Regions from separate parts of the Mus musculus genome. Here region 2 is linked to region 1. A link is a contact called in public Hi-C data. All regions are on one chromosome and are shown on one strand. The core of a region is the stretch at or near the end of the contact, and the rest is flanking DNA. Distances in the headings are between cores, read along the strand shown.

Region 1 (3,731 bases), core at 615-3,114:
CTCTCGAGACTGTAATGAAGGATGGGATGTCATAGCCAGGAGGTAAAGAAAGAACACTTTTGGCAGCTGTCTGGCTTTTGTGTGGTAGGGGTTTGGCTTCCAGGTACTTACATGGTAGGTGTGTGGGACCCTTTCATATGACCAGAGAAGTGCTATTTTTCTGTTATGCTATGCTGGCTAGCCCTTGTGGGCTCTGGAAGTCCCTCTAGTACTGGCTCATTGGCTCTTTCCTGCGTAATCCTTCTTTGAACACCACACTGCTGGCCTACCTCGAGGAGGGCAGGTGTGGGAGGGCTAGACTGCTTATGGTTTTAACTAAACATAACATAGGCTGGTTTATTTTAGGGTCAGGGTTATGTCAAGGTTCCTTCTGACAAGGAGGAAGTGTGGAGGATGGCCAAAGGAATTACCTTATTTGGGCCCATGTAGACAGGATACTAGGAAGCATCTTGAGCCGTGCAGAAGGTAGGGGTAATGATTACCTACTAACCACTTCTCAGAGCTGCAGGCTTTGGAACACATAGCAATATGATCAGGGTCAAGGGAGGGTTCCCAGGGTGCTGTTCTACATGGAATATACTGATACCCCAGAGGTTAAATGAAATACACATTCAAAATGTCTTTTGATAAGACTGTTTAGGGAACATCCCTGTCTGAGGGTAGGGTGACCATATTGAAGAGTCCCAATTCTTTCACCATAGTTCAAACATACTCTTTTTTATAAATATGATGCCTATATTTTCCAAATGAAAAATTCAAAAACTGTCCTACAAGGCTTTATAAACAAACAAACAAACCTGTGAGTATATCTTATAAAAGAATTCTAGGCTGGCGACATTGTAATGGTCTGATTTCCTGTCAGGCCCCAAGTTCCCCAGAATAACAATTCAAACTCAAAATAAAAATAAAACTACCCAGGCCATACAGCTAGGCTTATTCTCTGACTTGCTAATAACTTAAAATAATCCATTTATATGAATCTACATTCTGCCACGTGCTCAGGTACCATGTGGCTGTTTCATTGCATCTTCCCTGGCGAATCTCTCATGTTGCCATCATCCCAGAATCCCTTCTGCCAGCCAGATGTCCCACCTTCTATCCTGCCCTTTCCTATAGGCCATAGGTTTTTAACTGACAGGTGATGCATCCATACAACACACAAGAGATTCTCTCTACAGGAGATGGCTCTGTGGGTAGAAGCACTTGCTTGGAAAGCATGATCATCTGAGTTAGGCTTTCGGATCCCATGTGAAGGTGGAAGGAAGTCTGAGCCCATAAAGTTGCTCTTCGACTCCATCAGGCTGCCACACACATCACGCGCACTTTAAAATGTTTCTAAGATTTAAAAACAGTTTTGCCTTTGTCTGAAGGCTACTGTGTTATGCAGAGTCAAGCAATATGAACTCAGGGCTACTTTATAACAAGTGATCACTGAAGGCTTTGGGAGAAGGAAATGTACCTGAGTGTACACTGCATGTCAGCTTGAGAGTGACCTGAGAGAGGCTGTCAGCCACTGGCTGGCTCAGGCATCTGCCACACAGTCCTAGACTGTGCTAATAGGACTTGCGTGCTTGCCCCGTTGGCTGCATGTTAAATCGGTGGTACCAAAGAGCATCATCCCAGCCAACAAGTTCAGCTACTGACGTTTGCAAAGTAAGTCCCACAGGACAATCCTCACCCAAGCTATCTCTCAGAGTTTTGTTTGTTTTAAGTGTGGGGTGTGTGTGTGTGTGTGTGTGTGTGTGTGTGTGTGTGCACGTGCGCGTGTGCATGTGCGCGTGTGGATTTGCATGTAGCCTTGTTGAATCCTCTAGAGGTGAAGTCACAGGAAGATGTGAGTCATCTGATTTGGGTGATGGGAACTGAAACTACATCTTCTGTGGGAGCAGTATGTGCTCATAGCTGCTGAACGGTCCATCTCTCCAGTCCCCATCTCAGAGGTGTTGAGATTAATTCTGCATCCCGTCATTCTCTCCAAGATCTAGAAAATCCCCTTTTGTATCTCCCTCTCCTCCCCTCCCTTACCTTTTCATTCTTTTATATAGTGCTGAGGATTGAGCTCAAGCATGCTAGACCAGTGTTCTACTTCTGAACACTAAACCTCCAGCCACCTTTATATTTGTTATAAAAACCTGAGACAGGGTTCCCTTAATCTTCCCATACTAGTCTTGACCTTGTGATCCTCCAGCCTCACCCTATTAAAGAGCTAGAATTACATGTCTCTGACACCCAGTCTGGCCTCTTTTGTTTATTGTATTTTTCCTTTCTGTTATGATTGATTGACTAATAGACTCTCTCTCTCTCTCTCTCTCTCTCTATATATATATATATATATATATATATATATGTATATATATATATATATGTGTGTGTGTGTGTGTGTGTGCGCGCATGTGTGTACACATATATAATTTGTTTCTATCTTCATATACTCTAGGTCACAGAAGGAGAAACCACCTTCCTCTTGTTCCTTAAGATGAGGTTGGAGCTCTCAGGACAGCTTTGGGATACACCTGGACTATATTCTTTTTTTTTTTTTTTCTGCTAAAACAAAACTTTTGAGATTGGATAATTTATAAACAAATAATCAAAACAAACAACAACAACAACACATTATTTTTAAGCTCCATTCTAGAGTCCAATAAGCCTAAAACTCCAGGGCTATATCTAGTAAAGACTTTCTTGCTGTGTTCTAAAGATTGTGAAGTCATCTTTGAGTGTCAATTTATAAATGTTTGTTGCAGTTTTCCTTTTAACCCAGCTAGCTCACAAATAATCGAGACTGGACTATTATATTTATTTAACAAGCTTTAAGGGACAACAACTGAGTAATTAGTATTTTAATCTTCCGAGATTATCGGGCTACCTCGAAGTTAAAATTCCAGTGATATTTTGCATTTTAGCACTGGTCTGGCTCTCTGGGGTCCAAGTTCTTTCTTGTGGTGCCTCCCAGACTCTCTTTCAGTGGCTAATGTGCACTTCCCCTCTTTCTCCATTCTCCCTCCCCTGGCTCGGAAGAAGTCCAGCCCTATTCTTTTCCCTGCTCAGTCATTGGCTGATCAGCTTCTTTATTGACCAATAAGGGAATAATTAGGGGAGCAATGGACACAACATTAAGAAATGAGATTCTCAGAATAAGGATTGCAACCAGATGTGGGGTCCAAAAGGAACCAGCATTTGGATAATTCATGGCTAATCTTTACATGGTGCACAATAACATTGTATCTACAAGCTTGGGATGTGGAGTTTGAGAGTGAGTGGGTGGGGGGAGGGGGATGAGCATAAGAGAGTGAGGCCAGGAGGAACCTAACTGAGCTCAGTTCTTCTCATCAGGAATCTGCCTCTACAATCATAAGGCTGGCTGGCTCAGGACAGCACAGTCTTTGTTCTCAGTCACTATCGATGGTTCCACTCCGAGGTTTATCATAACAGTGATTAAATTCTTACCTGGGTTGTAGGGGATGATTCAAAAATGATAACCACAGGTTGTAGAAGACCACTTCGAAAAGCACATGCATGTTGGAGGCAGAAAAACCTAGTTTGTTATTCCTTAAGCAGCAAAAAGTGAGCAAACCAGTAGCACTTTGAACCATGGCATTTCTGTCTACCAAACAGGTGACTATAATCTGCCGTGAAGGTCACAGTGCTACTTCTATTGGACACTCTTGTCCAGTGCCTCCATGAAGGTGATCTTGGTTAATTCCTCTTATTTTCCTATCACTCACCTTATC
Region 2 (3,731 bases), core at 717-3,216, 260 kb after region 1:
GCTTGCACTCTCTAATGCCTTCTTTCCAGTCCTCTTTCCCTAAGTTTTAAATTATACATGAAATTAAATTTACTGCCTTACCATTTTACAGGGCCTAAATCCGTGGCACTGAGTGCATGACAGTGTAATGCAGCCACTGCCATGGTCATCTGCAGATCTATTCTATATCACATCCCCAAACTGAAACTCTGCACTCATGTAATACCAACTCCCAATTCTACCCATCTACACAGTGCCTGGTAACTAACTGCCATTCTATTTTCTTCCTGTACATGTTGAATTAATCTTCACACCTCTTCTGAATACCTGATCTATGTAGATTCTTGCAGTGTTTGTCCTATAGGATATGACTTATGTCACTTAGCAAGGGCCCGCTTATTCAGGTGGTATCTACCGTGTCCTGCCACTGGTACAGACCAGAAGACTCACACTTTGGCTTTGCTGGGCAAGATGTGTGTTTCTCTTGAGGAAGCACTTCTTTGGGTGATAGTGGGTGACCTAATTATTTAATGTCCTGGATTTTTTTTTTTCTTGCCTAAGTAAAACACCAATGTTGGTAGTTTCTGAAGACACTGTTGTGAGTCTATTTCTTTATTTACTCAACTCATTTTTTTTTATTAAGAACCACACACTTCCTAGGCTTTACTTGACCATGAAGTTGCTCATGGCCATCATTAGATTCTTTTTATTATTATTATTATTTTTTTTTTAGATATACACTGCCTAAAGAAGAAATGCAAGGTGTAAGCACACCTGTTTATTTTCATTTTACAATTATTTTGCTCATGAGTTTGACAAAATCATGAGGACTAGCCTCCATGCAGCCATATTAATTTCTTATAAGACACCAGAGGTGTCTTAGAGGACTGTGTGCCTGGAGACAGTGGAAGGAGGGAGCTAAAGGCCTTTCCATGTTGGAGAAGGGTTGGCTCCTGTTGTTCATGCAGACTATGTTCTCCAAAAGTATTTTTAGCTGAGTGTTTTCACAGGAAAGCTTTTGGAGCAAATGTAAAATGTGTCCAACAGGTACCTCCATGACAAGGAGATGCAGTCTGCGGGCCTGCCTTTCAGAGTAAAGGAGCTGAAACCAAAAGCAAAGGCCACAGGTGCTGCAGACAAGGGTAGCAATAAGAAGTGAGAGGCGTTTGGAGTGCGGAGGAACTGGACTCAGATCTGGTTGGTATTCTATTAATCTCCAGGGTCCTTAGCTACAGAAGAGGCAGTCATGACTTCAGTCTCAGAATATCTTTCTATCTTCTCAGAGAGATGTCAATTCCTGGGGACCCCCTTGTGGTATCCCTGACTCAGAAGGAAACTCATCAGTTACTATAGCACACCATCACAGACCACTTCCTGAAAGACTTTGGGTTTTCCCTAGAAGGCTCTTGTTCATGTACAGCCCTGCCAGGAACAACTGGGGACCAATAGTGGGGCAGCCTAACTGAAACGGTGACCTGATTTTTAACAAATATACACACAGCACAGTACACAAAGATAGCCACTGGGACAAGAATAGAGCTGCAGAGGAGAACTGATTTCTCCTCTCTCTAATCCCCTCTGCCACTCTCCATATGTGCATATGTGTGTGAGCATGCACACGCACACACACACACACACACACACACACACACACACACACAGACCCATGTCCACAGTTTGTTGTTTATGTTTTAATTTGTGCATCCTAAGTAGATACAGAAAGAAGAAAACCAAAAAATAACCTAGACCAGGAGAAGAAAGAAACCAACCATAACAAGGTTGCTAATGTTTTGATTTCATGTGATCTGGGATAAAAGGTATCAGGTGGAGGTGGGTTCTGTGGATGCCTCCATTTAGGAAGAGATGAGCAAAAAGAGTAAAAGCATTTCTTGTTTGGTGTCTTAGAATTGTCAATACGCTGGTAGTATTGTAAATCTGCAGCTGGGAGCAAAATGCTCTGAAAATCTTCTCATGATAGAAATCTGTAGAGCACACGCCTAAGAAGACACAGATGCACAGGCTGGTGAAGTTACTTTGAGCTTTAGCACTGCCTGGGTTTCTGAGCAGTCAAGACAATTACAGGAATATGAGAGGTTATAGTTTATTCATCATATTAAGAACATGTCTTTTCGTCTTTGTTGGTATGAATCCAAGTTATAAATGAATTTTCTGAATTTAGTATATAATCATGGAGGTAATTTTAAGATAGAATGAGTTACTTAATAATGTTTGTAAAGTTGAAACATTTAAATATTATATAAATTTATTTAAATAGTCAACAGTTACATTTAAACATAGTTTACTGTATTTTGTTACAAGTGTGTGTGTGTGTGTGTGTGTGTGTGTGTGTGTGTGTACGCGTGCCTGCATGCCCAGGTACACATGTGTAGATCAAAGGACAATGTGTGCAGTCAGTTCTGTCTTTCCACCACATGGGTTGTCAGGCATGGGGACAGATGCCTTTAGCCATTGATTCGTCTCACCAGCCCTTATTTATTAGTTTTTGCTATATCAAGTGTTGGATCCAAGCCAAGACTATAAGCCAAAAACTTAGCTGTTGCTTCTTAATCATCTGCTTGATAAAAAACCATCAAGATTAGCCTAGCTGTTACTCCTTCTCCAGTAACACTAGTCATTTATCTATGCCTTACATAGGAAGTTGAATTTTAACTTTTGGTTCTAATCTGTGGTAGGACCCAGAAACTGTTTCCTGATTGAAGAAATTTCTACAAGCTTTTAATACCAGATAAAACATGACAAAATTTGAACATTTGTCATGTTCTTAAGAAGTTTGGCCTGTCTTTTTGCTTTACTAAAAGGCCTTCCATCTTCTGTAAGGCTGAGCCCTGGGAGAATGTTGCAGGGAGCATGAAGACTATCTCAGGATGCCGTCCAGCTCTTCTGATAATTCAAAGAAGTAGAGAACAAGATCCTTGCCTGACTGGGATGAGAGATGGAGTCAGTCATGTCATTTTAGCCAAGGAGAGGGAGGGGATTCAGGTTTTCTATCTTCCATTTTAGTATTTTTAGTTCTGGGTGACAGAGGGTTTTTTAGATAGGAGAGGAACACAGAAAATCTCCATCATGTTTTCTAATCTCCGTGTTGTCATTATACTTTATTAGCACAATCAGACTGGAGACTGTTATAGTGAAAGTCCAGAGAAGCGAGAAGGGAACTCTTTTAAACACAGTGTTTCTGTTGTAGATGGTGATGAGAAATGAAGATCTCATTATTAAGAAATCAATAGCATAATTCTTAAAGTTCCCCCTGATTATCTCTCCTCTTGCCTCACCCTAAACACACACACACACACACACACACACACACACACACACACACACACACACACAGAACCAGCTAGATCTGCTTCCTTTCCTTGGTTCATCAAATTACACTCAACGCTTCTTTTTAAGAGATAATTAGAATTTACCATATGATGTTGAAATCAACAGCTACATGCCTTCTCTTACCTATGAATTCCTCAAAGATAAGGCTCAGTATACAATCTTCTTGAGATCACACTGATGGGTTATGTGTAATACCTCCAGACTAAATTTATGGGTGTCACTAGGCTGTGGATAAATTTGTTCAGATGGAATTCTTTGATTAGATCCACTTTTGAAAAATGATAAAACCCATCAGAAAAATGTATTCACTCTCAGACTGTAAAGTGGAAATTGCCCCTCTAAAGAAGCCACATGGTAGCCAGACCTGGTATCACAGGCCTCCCTTTCCAACCAATCTGGACGCT

Evidence for each region. A called contact is a pair of places that touch in the nucleus more often than the background predicts.
Region 2: a Hi-C map of Th1 cells shows a contact between it and region 1, with 1.7 times the contacts expected there. The contact joins two enhancer-like sites. A contact is called at or near these places in 5 of 484 Hi-C or Micro-C datasets (Th1 cells, embryonic fibroblasts, regulatory T cells and 1 more), 13 of 115 datasets of contacts at active chromatin or transcription factors (Th17 cells, acute myeloid leukemia, bone marrow-derived macrophages and 9 more) and 1 of 9 other capture datasets (embryonic stem cells).

The regions. Positions count from the first base shown.
Region 1 is chr9:32,650,582-32,654,312 of GRCm38.p6, forward strand. All of the region lies in intron 2 of Ets1 (E26 avian leukemia oncogene 1, 5' domain), which reads left to right. Among named protein-coding and RNA genes, the nearest start is that of Ets1, 16 kb to the left of the region's middle. Within about 2 kb of position 1,865, at least 48 of the 459 cell types and tissues checked have an H3K27ac peak or open chromatin away from gene starts, as enhancers often do. A contact at or near this core is called in Th1 cells, effector CD8 T cells and regulatory T cells, where this site is marked.
Region 2 is chr9:32,914,500-32,918,230 of GRCm38.p6, forward strand. The region is part of intron 1 of Gm27162 (predicted gene 27162); the gene reads right to left. Among named protein-coding and RNA genes, the nearest start is that of Gm27162, 13 kb to the right of the region's middle. Within about 2 kb of position 1,967, at least 31 of the 459 cell types and tissues checked have an H3K27ac peak or open chromatin away from gene starts, as enhancers often do. A contact at or near this core is called in Th1 cells, effector CD8 T cells and regulatory T cells, where this site is marked.